Regions from separate parts of the Mus musculus genome. Here all the other regions are linked to region 1. The links are chromatin contacts, called in public Hi-C maps. All regions are on one chromosome and are shown on one strand. The core of a region is the stretch at or near the end of the contact, and the rest is flanking DNA. Distances in the headings are between cores, read along the strand shown. Region 1 has its middle 3.6 kb from the start of Gm36568. Region 2 overlaps Gm36495 (a long non-coding RNA gene). Region 3 holds the start of Rock2 (Rho-associated coiled-coil containing protein kinase 2).

Region 1 (4,914 bases), core at 1,744-4,243:
TAATAAGGAATTTTCATACTCTCACAAATAATTCTTAATTCTTCCTTGATTTTTTTCAGAATATGAAAATTTATTACTGTTTTTCATTGTCAAATTTTATGATCTTGGCCTTTCTTTCTTGCCTTTGTACAGAGCCAACAGAGAAACATTGGCTACTTTAACCACCTTAAAGCGGACTCCAGGAATATCACCTACAGCATGACCTTTTCGACCAAATCCAGCAACCAGATCTTCATCATTTTCCTCAATGAAGTTCAGGCAGCCATCATTGGGCAGGAACGCTGTGATCTTCTTGCCGTTCTTAATGAGCTGCACCCTGACGCACTTCCTGATGGCAGAATTTGGCTGTTTGGCCTCAACCCCTACTTTTTCCAGCACAATTCCCTTTGCATGAGAGGCACCCCAAACGGATTGGCCTTCAGGGCTGTGCCCAAGTGGGCTTTCTTGTACTGTTTGTCATGCCACTTCTGATCCCGTCGGTGACTGCGGAGCTTCCGGGCAGTTCGGAGACCACGACACTTGCCCATCTTGCCGGCGCCACGGGCCCCGATTTTTATGCATTATCATTTTCCCAGTATTTTATCTTTATTTTGAGTATATAATTTACAATTAATTATTTAATAACTACAATAATTATTATATTAATAATATGATTATAACATCTCTCTCTTTCTCTCACTTCCTTCCTCTAAATGCTTACATATTAACCTTCCTTGCTTGCCATCAAATTCATGGTCTTTTTTTCATGGATTTTTGCATGCACATATATGTCTATACAGATGTATTCTTAAATATAACCTGTTCTGCATCTATAATGTTGTTTGGATGTGTTTTCAGGACTGAGAGTTTGGCATTGATTAACCTGTTTTCAGTTTTGAGGTAGAGCCTCATACTGAACCCCAGGTTGGGTTTCTAGTCACTCTCTTCCTGCACTAGACTCCTAAGGCTGGGCTTACAAGTGGACAGTCCCACACCTGGCTTCATCTTCTTGGCTACATGTGGTCTTCCAACACATCTGCTTCCCCAGTGAATAATGTCCACAGGCTCTCTTGGTTTGGGAGCTATCCTCTTTGGAACTCTGGTTGCTTTGACCTGTGAGCTCAGGCTCTGTAAGGATGTCGGCTATTCTATGTAAGGGCAGCTCAGGTTGGTAGGAAGAGTCCAGGGTGGGGCCTTTGCTGGTCAGAGAGTGCTATAGAGAGGGCACCCAGATGAGACTGGACTAGGGGGGCCTTTCCTGTGTGCCATCTTCCTGCATGATGCCTGCTCTGATAAAGGCTGTTCCACTGACCCCCTCAGGGAAGAGAAAACTTGGGACAGCCATCCTTTCAGAATTCAGTACACCTTGGGGTATGTGTGTGTGTGTGTGTGTGTGTGTGTGTGTCAGGGGGGTGTCTCTGTCATCACCTGTTTTTGTTGGATCCCAGAAAGGTCCCTGCTTTTATTTGCTATTATTTCAGATTCTAGACGCAGCAGCCTGACTGAACAAAGGCTCATAGAAGCAAGAGACAGGAATTAAGAGACTCCTTTTCCCTTGGGCAGGAGAGGTGGCTCAGTGGTTAAAATCATTCCTTGCTCTTCTAGAGAACCTGGGTTTGATTCCTAGTGCCTAAACGCTGGCTATCAAATGTCTTTAACTACAGATCCGTATGATCTAGTGCCCTCTTCCAGCCTCTGTGGCCTGTACATGAGCATGCAGCCAAAACACCCACACACATAAAATAAAAATAAATGAGGAAGTCAGGTGTGGTGGTGCACGCCTTTAATCCCAGCACTCAGGAGGCAGAGGATTTCTGAGTTCGAGGCCAGCCTGGTCTATAAAGTGAGTTCCAGGACAGCCAGAGCTATACAGAGAAACCCTGTCTCGAAAACCAAAGAGAGAGAGAGAGAGAGAGAGAGAGAGGGCACTCCTCTGCCCCTCTTTGCTGTTTCTCATTGGTTATCCTTTAGGCTGTAGCATCCTAGTCCGTTACCCCAACATCAGAGTTGAAACCACCATCAGCCTTCATCATAACACACCTTGGTGCTGCTCTCTGGTCATTTACGTAGTTTTATTTTCCAGACTCCCCAGCACAGATTTGATGGTTCTCCCCCAAGATTTTCAGAAAGAACAGTTGGTGGACTGTTTAACGGAAACACCAGTGGATTGTCTGAATTCTCTGCCTGCAGAGACCTTACTTTGATGTTTCTGTCAGCTGTGGCTGCTGTGGCTGTTACTTAATGCTTATTGTGTTTTCTATATGTGAAAGACCCAACTTAAATCAGTTTTAATCTTCCGTGTGTGTGTGTGTGTGTGTGTGTGTGTGTGTGTGCGCGTGCGCGCGCGCGCGCGCCAGAGGTCCTCAGGATATCATAGTCTCCTACTGGCCTGGTGCTCAGAGGTTAAGTTAGGCAGTTTGGCAAGCAGACCCCAGGGATCTGCCTGTCTTCGCTTCCCTGGGTCGGATTACAATGTGTGCCACCACACCAAATTTAAGTCCTCAGGCTTGGATGGCAGCACTTTAACTGAGCCACATTCCTAGTCCCACCCCATTCTGGTCACGCCTTTGGTCTGAGCCCCTGTCCAGTGTTAGGAGTGTTCTGGGCTGTGGGAACGGGCTAGCTTTGTCTTCTTGGCTGCCTGAGACACAGCTTCGGATGCCACCGGAGGCAGCCTCTGCTTCACTCTTGCTGTTTGTTTTGGTCCTAGGGTTTCTCTTCCCTTAAAATTTCTCATGTTGCTTCAAGGGGGTGACTGCCTGCACCCTTCAGTGTGCTTCCCCTAACTCACACGCTACCTTGTGGATGGTCCAGGACGGTGCTTTTATGCTGCCAGCTCCTGCGTGCTATTGAATCAAACTCTGCTTCCATTTACCTTGTTCTGTGGTGGATCCTGGGATCCAGCTACTCTCTATGGGCATTCCAGCCTCAGTCAAGAAGGGAATTTGTTAATTGTGGGACTGAGACACAATGCTGCTCTAATGTAGGAGCACTTGTGCCAGCTCAATTATTCATGCTCCTTGCGACTATTTTTAAAAGTATAGTCTGTAGGCAGTGAGTAATTATACACCGGTAGATGTTTCAAGTCTTTAAAAAAATGTCTTATTTTCTAATTCTAGGTATCTGGTTAGGGTAATGGGCATTTTTATTCAGATGCAATGAAAAAGCCAAGTATTTGCACAAAAAATTAAATATGGTATTGAAGTCATAGCTGTTCCAGCTTGTAATTACAGGCTATGATAGCATCCGCAGTATCCCTCCTGCTAAAGTCTGAGTCACTGCTGCCGCCCTGACCCTGGGGTAGAGCCAGCAGAAGAAGAGGGCAGTGAGGATTTGTGGCTAAAGAGCTTGGTTCGTGTCCTGGCCATGTTCATTACCACAGGCCTTGCCAACCAAGGCTTGCAACCTTCTGGTGCATACTTCCCTCCAGTGCAAGTCTGACTGGAGCATCCTCTCCGTCCCCCCCTCTGCCTCCCCTTCCTCTTCCCACTTCCTTTCCTTTTGATGTATGAGAGAGGCATCAAGAGCAACAGAGTCAGAGGACTAGTGGGAAGTGTCCTAGTGTCAGAGGACAGCGGGGGGTTCTTCTAACCATGGGCTCCATATAACCAAACAGCACATGAAGAATAATGGCTGGTGTCATTGGGAATGTCCTGAAAGGACAGAGACCCATGGCCACCCATGGTCCAGGCCTGTGAGCCTCAGGCCTTTCCCAGCCCTCTGGCCCACTTCCACTGTCAGGAGTTTATTTCTCTTTATCTCTTTAAAAAAAATCTCTCTGTGTGTGTGTGTGCGCGCATATATACATTTCATACAAATGTGTGTGTAGTATTTCTCTTTCTTAGTTAGCCTTTAAGATCCATCATTATCCATGTGTCCTTAGTCCAGAGCTTTTTTTCTGGTACACAAGAACCTTGACATTTCAGTGGGTGCCCTCCAGGCTCTGGTCCATGTCTGTAATCCTCCCTCCCTCCCTCCCTCCCTCCCTCCCTCCCTCCCTCCCTCCCTCCCTCCCTCCCTCCCTCCCTCCCTTCCTTCTTTCCTTCCTTCCTTCCTTCCTTCCTTCCTTCCTTCCTTTGTTCCATACCTTCCTTTAAAATATTTATTTTTATTTATGTGTATGTGTTTGTCTATATATGCTCTCTCTCTGTCTCTCTCTGTTTCTCTGTGTCTCTGTCTCTGTCTGTCTCTGTCTGTCTGTGTGTGTGTGTGTGTGTGTGTGTGTGTGTGTGTGTGTGTGTATGCTCTTGCGCATATAGAAGTTTGAAGTATATTCTGGAAATCAAACTCTGGTCCCCTGGAAGAGCAGTAAATGCTCTTAACCATCAAGCCATATTTACAAACCCACCTTTTGTTTAAGACGAGATCTCACTTTATAGCCTAAGATGGCCTGGTGCTCATTATGTGGCCCAGGCTGTCTTCCAACTTGTGACATCTTTCTGTCTTAGCTCCTCAAGTGCTGGGATCTATTTTGTAGTAGGATTAACAAAATGATGTGTGCTGCTATTGTTTGCTTGATTATAAAGTGGATCGATTAAGATCAGCAAAGCCTGTGTGTTAAATCTGACACCATCAAAACCTTGAGATGCCCTTTCTTACCTAGCTGATCCCATAATATAGAATATAGAATACTCTTTTAAAATAGAAGCAGGGATATTTCTAATATAGGGATTACTGCAGTGGAGGTAGATCAGTGTGAGACAGGACTATGGCAAAGCTTAGCTTCTGCCACTGTCCCTAAGAAGAGAATTTGGGGCCCCACTCAGCAGGAAGGACCTGCTTGACTGTGACCAAGTTTTTACAAGGGAAACGTTTATGTGGTTCTAGTTAAAAGGGAGTGGGCAGAGAAGCTGAGAACTTCATGTCCAGGAGGCCTTGTCTGAGGGACAGTACTCTGGCCAAGATGTCTCATGGCAGCATGTAGCGTTGGGCTGG
Region 2 (4,914 bases), core at 1,210-3,709, 390 kb after region 1:
ATTTTTTTTCATATGCCAGAGTTGAGCAGCTGAGAGTCCATGGCCACGGCACAGGATGAGGACTAAGGTGACAGGAAGCCACCATGTAAACTCCCTGGTGAAGTTGCTGCCATGGCATGAGTACATGGTAGGTCATTGTTGGATAGCTTCCATTTCCTCTGCACTCTTATCCACAGGCTTATGGCTGTGGGAAGCTGATCTCACCAACTCAATGCATCCAGTTGCTTTTGGCAAATGGAAGGCACCAACAGGAAGTGGGAGGAGTGGGAGGAAGGACCAACGGGAAGTGGGAGGAGTGGGGAGAATGAGAGGAAGGAAGCTGTTCTTGCCCTTCTCCCAACTCTCTCCTAGTGACCCTCTCCTACAGGCAGAACTCTTACTGTGGGTCCAGATCTTGCCCGCTCTTTTGGCTCCTCCTTGTCACGTGGGTGGCAAGGGCTCTTCTCCCTTTCTTCTGGCTGACTCATCACTGTCCCTGCATGGGTTCCCTTGACCCTAGCTACAGTTTTGTAAAGTCCTTTCATCACTCTCTGGGAGGTGATGGTTATGATGGTAGTGTTACTGAGGGAGGTGGTTGTGGTGTGGGTATGATGGCTGTGGTGATGGATGTGGTGTTGAGTCTCCTCTTTATAGAGAGCCATGGCTGCCTGCTGGGATACTCATGATGCAGTCGTTCTTAGTATTACATAGTCTGAAAATCAAGCCTGATTTTCCTTTGGACTCCTATGTAGCCAGAAATTCTTTTCTGAGCCCCAGTTTCATTAGAATTCATTGAATCCCCAAGGCTGTCCAATGTCAGGAGGATATCGTAAAATCGAATGAGTGAAAATATATAACACTTTGGGAAAAGCACACAATACTGACTCCACTACTAGTATTATTAAAAGCAACAACAATAACAGGATCGCCCAGACCCATAGATCCCTCAGGTTCCTCTCTCCTCCCCACAGCAACATCATAGCAGTGACTGAGTCTTTGCTCATTGGAAAGCCACTGTGTTTTTGCTTTTGTTCTTCCCAAAAAGTCCTACACCTCTGTAAGATGAGACTCTTTTCAGATACAGCACAAAATCCTCAGAGCTACTGCTTACCCCACTTTGACAAACGCTACAGGGAGTACAAGTCTGTGCTGAAGTCCCTCCGAGCAGCCCTTGTCCCATCTCTGGGATTACTGTACTGTTTGCAGCACAGGGGACAGTTGAGAACCAGCCTATAACCACATGTGCTCATTGGGCTTTCTAAAAAATTGTTTATTTGATTTTATTTATATAGTTTAAAGATTTATTTGTTTATTTATGCATTTGAGTACAGTGCAGCTGTCTTCAGACCCACCAGAAGAGGGCATCGGATCCCATTATAGATGGTTGTGAACCATTATGTGGTTGCTGGGAACTGAACTCAGGACCTCTGGCAGAGCAGTCAGTGCTCTTAACTGCTGAGCCATCTCTCCAGCTTGATTTATTTTATTTTTAATTTATGTGTATGTCTTACAGTTACCATCACTGTGATGAAACACCATGACCAAAAGCATCTTGGGGAGGAGAGGGTTTATTTGGCTTAGGCTTCCATAAAGCAGTTCATCATCAAAAGTAGGGAGGACAGGAACTTACGTACGGCACAACCTGGAGGCAGGAGCTGATGTGGAGCCATGGAGGAGCGTTGCTTTCCATAGCTTGCTCAGTTTTCTTATAGAACTTGGGATCACTCACAATGGGCTTCACCCTCCCATCAATCACTAATTAAGAGAATGCCTTACAGGCTTACATACAGCCCAATATTATGGAAGGTTGGAAGACTTCTGTGGTGGCACCATTCCTGTGGGATCCTAGCCTGTATAAATAGAGAAAGATGAGCGGAGGAGGGGAGCTGGAGAGATAGCTCAGAGGTTAAGTGCTCTTGGCTGCTCTTCCAGAGGACCGGGGTTCAACTCCCTGCACCCACATGGCAGCTCAAAACTGTAGCTCCAGTTTCAGGGGATCTGACAACCTCACACAGACACATTCCAGCAAAACACCAATGCACATTAAATACATTAATTAATTAATTAATTAATTAATTAAGAAAAGGAACGAGCAGAGGCAGGCATTTATCTCTCTGCTTCCTGTTGTGGATGTGAAGAGCTACTTGAAGATCCTGTTTTATAGATTTCCCTCCAGGATGGACTGTACCTCGGATTGTGAATCAGAAAAAAAAAAATTCTTTCTCCCTTAAGTTGGTTTGTCAGGGTATTTTATCACAGTGGAAGTAAAAAGAAACTAAGATAAACATGTATGGTCTAGTTTAGAAATCTAACCCCTCATTAATGACATACCTACGGGAAAGGCTGGAGCTGTGGCTGACATTTTAAACACGGGCCAACTGCACACTGGGAAATGCCTGAATTGACTCTAATCAGGCCTGTCATATCCGGTAGTGGGGCTGGCTCTTGGAAGCTGTGTGGGGTTTGGAGCAGAGTGAGCAAGGAAAGAACTGTAGGTGGAACAACACTGGGAGAATGCTGGGAACACTCTGGAACTGCTCGGCTGGCTGCGGTGGTCATAAATGACAGCATCCCCAAGGGGAGAACCCCCCGCCCCCCCCGCCCCCCCCCCTCTGTCTGAGCTTCACTTTCTGTCTATCTCACTCTCTTCTCAGGACTCCTGCCACCAGCTTAAGTTATGGGAAAAGGAGCATGAGACTAAGGCCTTCCGGAAGCTTCCAGATTTAAACCAACCCCACAGACATGAGACAAATCTGCCTATAGAGAATTGTATTATAGCCAAATGCCTGTGTATATATTTATCTGTGCCTGAGATTCTCATCTCTTTTTAAAGAAAAAGCCACACACTTGGAGGAAAAAATAAAGTGAAAAAATGTACTATTGACTAACTCTTCAGGATGGTTGCTCAGAATGGATAAAATGATGAGCTGAGTTGGACTTTTTCTTTCTAAAAGCTGCCCATGGTGGCTCGTCAGCCAGCTATATTTGGGGGGTCTAAATCCGGGGCCCCCGCCAACTGAGTTCACATGCTCTTACTGTTTTCCACTTCTATTTATAATTCAGTACACATTCATACACAAAAAAATGCAGGGGACTCTGGACTTAACTTTAAAATGACTAGAATGTTCTGAATGTGTCAGGTTACGGCACGCGGGAGCCTTTTTTGTTGCTTGTGATTAGCCTCATTTACTGGAGAAGGGATTAATCATGGGGGTGGAGTAACAAGATCCTTTGGGAATTTCGAAGTATGCAAACAACCTTTCTTTATTTTCTTTTAAAAATGTCATTCAGGGCTGGGGAGATGGCTCATATGGTAAAGTGCTTGCCATACATTTGTGAAGACCTGAGTTCAGTCCCCAGAAACACATACAAAGATGGGACATGGTGCACACTTGTATTCCCAGCACTGGAGAGAGATAGGAGGATCCCTAGGGTTCACTGGCTAGCCAGGCTAGTCAAGCCAGCAAGTTCCAGACCAGTGAGAAACCCTTTCTCAAAAAACCAAGGTGATTAATCCCAGCACTCGGGAGGCAGAGGCAGGCGGATTTCTGAGTTCGAGGCCAGCCTGGTGTACAAAGTGAGTTCCAGGACAGTCAGGGCTATAAAGAGAAACCCTTGGTTGTTCCAAGGTATGGTTGAAAAGATTTTCCTTGTAGATGTGAGGGAGGTGTAGCCAGAGCCTCCTGTAAGAGTCCAGAGCAGGGAGAGGAAAAAACAGATTAAACATGGCCAGCAGACTGAACTGGGCCATGAGAGGAGTTGGGGGGCAGGTGAAAGAGGAAAAGGTAAGAGAGGGCCAAAAGAGGGGACAGAGAGCAAAGAAAATACATGGCCAAAGGGGCAGCGTTATATAGGAATGAGAAGCTGTGGGACAAGAAGCCCAGGAGCTGGAGTTTAGGAGAGGGGACTGGGTGAGAAGAACTGAGAGCAGAGCTTCAGGTATCGAGTGAGTCTGGGGCCAGCAAACATTGTGGCACACTAATAGGCACCGCAGTGAGCCATTCTGCAGTTTCTTTTGGACCTGACACAGCTGAACAGCAGCACTCATCTCTCTCTGCTTCCTGACTTTGGTCACAACACACACAGTGTGACCCAGGGCTTCATGTTCCTGTCGCCTCCATGCCTTCCCCTGCCTGCCGTGATGGGTCAACTGTACCCTCCAATTATAGGCCAAAATAAACTGTTCCCGGCTCAGGTTGCTTCTGTCTGGGATATTGTAGCATCAGTGAGAAAGATAAGCGATGCAGTGATACGGGATGGAGGCAAGTACACGTCCTGCAGACATTGCCGTGGGAGCTGCAACTTGAAGACGAGTAGAATGTTGACCAGCAAAGTACGGATGGGGATAGCCCTGTGACCGGGTTGTCCCTGGTGCTGCGCGAAGGCTGAGCCTTGTTCTAACTTGGGTAGCTCTGGAGAGATTGGGTTGGGTCTGGTCAGGCTGAGTGGTACCACCCAGGGAGGGTAGTACTGAGTGGATATCTGTGGAGCATGCTGAGTGTTGATCCTTTTGCTTCAGATCCATTCTCAGGTCCCAGGAGTTCATTCTGTGTGTATTTGCTGTTTAGAGGTCTGTGGGTCAGGCTGTGCCTCACGGTGAGACAAAGCCAGGGGGTACAGGTGAGAATTAAGTTAATGTCTGGGGACTGTCATAATAAATTACCACACACTAGTTGACTTAAAACAAGCATTTATTTCCCTCCTACTTTCGGGAGCCTAGAAGTGGGAAGTCATGGTGTGAGCATGGCTAGCTTCTCTCTCAGCACTCTGAAGGCTGAGGCAGGAGGATTGAGTGTGTGAGGTTAGCCTGGACTACGTTGTGAGATTCTGTCTCAAAATAAAATTTTGAAAGGGTTGAGGATGTAGCTCAGTAGAAGCACACTTGCCTGGCATGTGAGAGGCCTTGAGTAGCACCTCAAAACCCTAGGGGGGAAC
Region 3 (4,914 bases), core at 1,710-4,209, 340 kb after region 1:
CTGAAAACGTTTTATAGAAAATTCTGGTATGTTTCATCATCACTTGCCATATTTAGCAATACACAACTTCCAATGGTGCTTTCTAAGCTTTTGAATACAGTAACTAAATTTCAGGCTGTTTTTATTAGATTATTAAAGGTATGTTTTCTAGAATAAAACCAAAAGAAATGTAATGTTAAGTAAAGTAATGATTTAATTGTGAAAAAAAGCTCATGGCAAGATTTCAAATCTTTAAAGTGGTAACAGCTATTATTTTGTGAGCATTTTTAGAAACATAATTTTAAAAATAGTATCAGTGTAAAGACTACAGAGTTACAACCTGGAGAATGAAAAGGCTGTGAGGATGCATAGCAGTGATCACTGGCACAGCAGGGAATGCACATAGCATCACCCAACTGTGGACTTCAACACAGTTTAAATGGCAAGGTTTATGTATACTACTACTACAATTAAAATTTTACCATGACAAAGGCAATTTGGAGAGGAAAGGGTTTATTTGGTTTACAGTTCCATACCACACAGTTCCTCATCAAAGGAAGTCAGGACAGGAACTCAAACAGGGCAGAAACCTGAAGGTAGGAGCTGATACTGAGGCAATGGAAGGGTGTTGCTTACTGGCTTGCTTCCCATGGCTTGCTCAGTCTGTTTTCTTAAAGAACCCAGGACCACTAGCGAAAGGATGGCACCACCCATAATGGGCTGAGCCCTCCCGAATCAATCACTAAGTAAGAAAATGCCATAACTCTAGCTTGTGTAGAGTTGACATAAAACCACCCAGCACAAAATTCATTCTAAAACTTCATGATAAAATTTACATAACATGGATATTATTACAACTTTAATGATGTTTTCAACTTTTATGAATGTGCAACAGAGGCATCAGGAACCTCACTCTAAAGGAATAAACGGCATTTTTTGGCTTAGTAACATACGCTGCACTCTAGAATAACACCTGTCCTGATTCTCAATGACATGTAATCAACTAAAAGCAGCAATAAGCCTGCGGTCAAATCAGCATTTGATGTCAACCCTCCTAAGGGTAATATGTCACCTTAACAAATGTGGTGTATGAAGCACTCAATGAAGGAACTGTTACTGGCCACGTGTAATAATTTAGGTAATATTTTAATAAAACAAAATAGTCATGTCACAGGTATAAACAACTTGGTTCCAAGCTCAAAATGACCCTGATAATGATAATTAACATCACTAATAATACAAGAGATGACTGTGAAATGTAAAAACATTTCTATCTGGGATTGAAAATGATCCTGGTGAATACTTGAGATTTACAGAGACTATTTTTAACTGAACTTTCTGGCCTAGGATCAAAGTTTTGCTAGCAAAATACCAAAGTGAAAATCCTGGCAGTGACACCAGAGAAGCTTTGCTTTATCTACAAAAAGGCTATGAACTCCAAGCAATCCTGCTCTGAAGACTTCCAAAATACGTCCCACAAGAACACAGGAACCCACTACCAAACAAAAACACTCCCCCCGCCCCCAAAAGTCAAAATCTCTATATTTACACATCCTATAGAGCGATACCCACACTCTAGTCAGTTCCTGCGCTGTGGCCAAACAGAACTGAGTCACTCTGCAAATGATTCCAGAAACCTCAAAGGATAACCAACGGCCTCAGAAGAAAAGTTAGTCAGTGGAAAGGGAGGAGACAGTTTTTCTCATCACAGAGTCACTAGGCTTCTCCTAGCAGAGCTCAGGTCTGACATGCTTTTTGGCACAGAATGCCTGATCACCCACCCTAAGTCTAGACCTCCAAAGCTAATAGCCGGAGTATCTTTTTTTTTTCCGACTTCTCCTCAGGGTACACGTTCACACCACTTTTTCCCATAAATGCAACTCTAGGTGCACACTAATCAAATTCGTTTGCCAAGCATAATCGCTTCCCTCAACACGACCAGAAGTATACCAGCATTCTACATGGCATTTATTGTAAATCGTGTTCTTTTCTTAACCGAGCTCCAGTTAGCTGCCTTTTCCAAGGCTCTTAATTTGGATTTTGAATGCTATGGGAAAGACAAGATGAAGGGGAGAGATTTATCCCATTCTACAATTCAGACTCATTTCTTGGCTTCAGAGCAACAATCTCCGGAAATTTAATTTACATAAATTCAAATGTACTAAATAGCTACTATGGAATGTCCAAGAGCAACTGAAAGCAGCAAACTTGAGCTAGCTGTGCGTTCCCAGCTTCCTGACGAGCTCTTTGTCGTGTGCCCCCGGTGGTACTCCCAATAGGAAGAGCGTCGGGTTTCTTTCTCCCTGGGTTTTCACCCTAGCTCCCACACTGCGTGACACTTTCAAATTGGGTAGCCCAGTGTAGGAAGCACAGCCAATCCTCCACCTTTCCGCCCCAAACCAACTGGGTAGGCGGGAAGGAGACCAGGGGTGTTTCCTCCCTGCGCGCTCCAAGAACGGGGGCGGCCGAGATGACACTCGCTCGGCAGGGAGGTGGACCCGAGAATCCCAGGTGGGGTCTCCACTCTGGAACCTGGGTCTCCAGCTCCCCGGGCAGCCGGAAGCGGGGCGGGTGGGCCGAGGGGGGACCAGGCAGGGCGGGGAGTTCCCTCCCTAGCCCGCACCTACCAGCAGACTCTCCACGTTGATGGGCGAGCGAGGGTCTCGGATGAGCGCCTCCAGCTTCCTCTGACGGCCGGCGCCCGCCCCGTCCCCCGGCGCGGTCTCGGGGGCGCCGGGCATTTTCCCCGTCGGCGGGGGCCGGCTCATGCCGCTTCGCCGGGCCTAGCGCCGCCCGCGGAACCTCCGCCCCGGCACGCCGCGCGCCGCTGTCTGAGGAGCCGCCCGGCCCGGCCGGGAGCAGCGAGGCACACGGCGTCCCCGCCCCTCAGCCGCACGCGCGCCGCCCGGCCCGTAGCGAGCTCGCCAGGACCCGGCGGGCGGGAGCGGGGAAGGGGCGCCCGCGCCGCACCACCCCGCCCTCGGGGCTCAGGCCGCTAGGGCCGTCGCCCGTCCACCCGCATATCGCCGCCGGCCGCCTCGCGCGCCCACACGCCCGCTCCCCTCACACGCAGTCGGAGCCGCGTCCCTACTCGGCCGCGCGCCGCCGCTACCCACAAGCCCCTCCGCCCGCGGTCGGCTGCGCGCGGCCCGGCCCCGCCCCGCCCACCCCGGCGCGGCCCCGCGGCACGCCCCGCCCCTGGCCTCCGGCCACGCCCCGCCACCGGGCTGAGCAGCCAGGCTTCTTTTCCGTTCCCGCCGCCTGGCTAGTCTCCCTGCCTCGTCGGGCCGGTTCGCGGGACTGGGAGGCGGGACGGATGGCAGCGCGGTGCCCCGTGGTCCCCGTCGTGTGTCCCACGTCGCCGGCCGGACCCAGAGGCCTAGTTGACGTCCGCGCCCCCCGCCCGCTGTGTCCCGCTGACTCAGCGCGCAGCTATGCAAGCCGCGCCGAACTGCTGCGCCCCGGGTCAGCGCCCTTCCCAGGCCTGGTGCGCCTGAGGCCTGCGCCTGGGGCTCCCAGGGGGCGGGGAGGCCGCGCCCCTAGCCCGCGCTAAGAGTGTGGGACTCGTTTGAATCCTGTTGAGTCCCGGAGCTGGGAGGCCTGGAGGAGTTGTTTCTGCCTCCGGGTCATAAATCCTAAACTCTCAGAAACCTTTGTGCCCTTCCCTGACCAAGGTGCCCGCCTGGCCTTAGACCTTAGACACTGGCCAGGCGGAGGGAACAGGAGGCAATAAGGAAGCGCTTCTGCATCCGCGGGGCCCTTGCTTTTGGAGAGTGAAAGAGAGGGGCTGCTTCTCCGCATTCCTGCCCTCTCCTTGCCCCCTAGCCATTGGTCAGATCCTCTCAGGGCGCAATCGGAAAACTATGTGCCAAGAGCTATAAAACTGTTCACAGAGCCCCTTTGACCCAGTAAGGCCATTTAAGGAAGTCCAAGTGTAAGGAAATGATCCGAAAAGAGGAGGACTTTGCGTGGAGATGTTTACAGCAGGGCTATTCAGAATGTTCGCAATGACCAAAACCCTGGGAGTGGACCCAATCTTCCAGCAGCTGAATAATCCAAACAAGCTCTTGTCATATTCACGGGAAGAATCCTACGGGTATTGCAAGCCGGTTGAGACTAGGGAAAATTTACCGGAAGTGAAAAAATGCAAAGGGGATTATGAACACTTTGAAATGAGCAGCTAAACAAGTGAGAGAACACACTTGCTCCTAACTGAATGGGATTTTCCCCCCACTTCTAAAGATGTCAAGTAGGGTGGTGGCCTCATAGGTCTTTAATGCCAGCTCTGGGGAGAGACAGAGGCAGGAGGGTTTGAGGCTAACCTAAGTCTAGAGAATGAGTCCCAGGACAACCAGAGCTACACAGAGAAAACTTGTCTTGAAAACAACAACAAAAAAATGCTAAAAAGCATATTGAATTTTTAAATTTGAAAACTTGTACTTATGGAAGCTAGAGTGTAATGCCCCTGAATAGTGAACTGTAGAGCTCCCTGGGGTGTCAAGGTAAATATGCAGGTAGGCTACAGCCCTGGCCTGGCCAAAATTGCATGCACTTCACCCAGCGCAGGGGTCCAAAAATGTCTGCCCTTCTGGGGAGAAGCCCCTCTGACTTGGATTAAGACAGGAAGAGTCTTTGATGACTGAAGAGAACCCTTTCTCTTGTAGATAATAAAACTGGCCTCTGGGTCAAAAAAAAAAAAAAAAAGTTCTTCAAGCCAGTAGGTAAATTTACTTCTTCATACGTCCACAGACCCAAAGCTAGGAGAGTAGAGCCAGCTAACCACTCTTTCCACCCATGCACTGGAGCATGATAATTAGATAATCATTATTACAGATCTTACAAGTTCTTTTTCCTGGTGATAGTATAATGGGCTTTCAAAAGGAACATTGTGATCTTCCAGTTACAAATTAATTTTGAAATGACTTGGCTATATGT

Evidence for each region. Hi-C and Micro-C count contacts between places; a contact is called where the count stands out from the background.
Region 2: a contact with region 1 is called in a Hi-C map of cortical neurons. The contact joins two enhancer-like sites. A contact is called at or near these places in 2 of 484 Hi-C or Micro-C datasets (both in cortical neurons).
Region 3: a Hi-C map of cortical neurons shows a contact between it and region 1. The contact joins the promoter of Rock2 here to the enhancer-like site in region 1. A contact is called at or near these places in 2 of 39 promoter capture datasets (cranial neural crest and hippocampal neurons), 2 of 484 Hi-C or Micro-C datasets (cortical neurons and muscle stem cells) and 1 of 115 datasets of contacts at active chromatin or transcription factors (pancreatic cancer cells).

What each region holds. Positions count from the first base shown.
Region 1 is chr12:17,229,225-17,234,138 of GRCm38.p6, reverse strand. It overlaps the pseudogene Gm10054. Among named protein-coding and RNA genes, the nearest start is that of Gm36568, 3.6 kb to the right of the region's middle. Within about 2 kb of position 2,993, at least 17 of the 459 cell types and tissues checked have an H3K27ac peak or open chromatin away from gene starts, as enhancers often do. A contact at or near this core is called in cortical neurons and muscle stem cells, where this site is marked.
Region 2 is chr12:16,842,901-16,847,814 of GRCm38.p6, reverse strand. Gm36495 (a long non-coding RNA gene) reads left to right here. Exons shown (of 2, transcript XR_381304.3): 2 at 2,634-2,910. Among named protein-coding and RNA genes, the nearest start is that of Gm36495, 5.6 kb to the left of the region's middle. Within about 2 kb of position 2,459, at least 36 of the 459 cell types and tissues checked have an H3K27ac peak or open chromatin away from gene starts, as enhancers often do. A contact at or near this core is called in cortical neurons, where this site is marked.
Region 3 is chr12:16,893,023-16,897,936 of GRCm38.p6, reverse strand. It overlaps Rock2 (Rho-associated coiled-coil containing protein kinase 2), which reads right to left and starts at 2,959. Exons shown (of 33, transcript NM_009072.2): 1 at 2,607-2,959. The coding sequence starts at 2,747.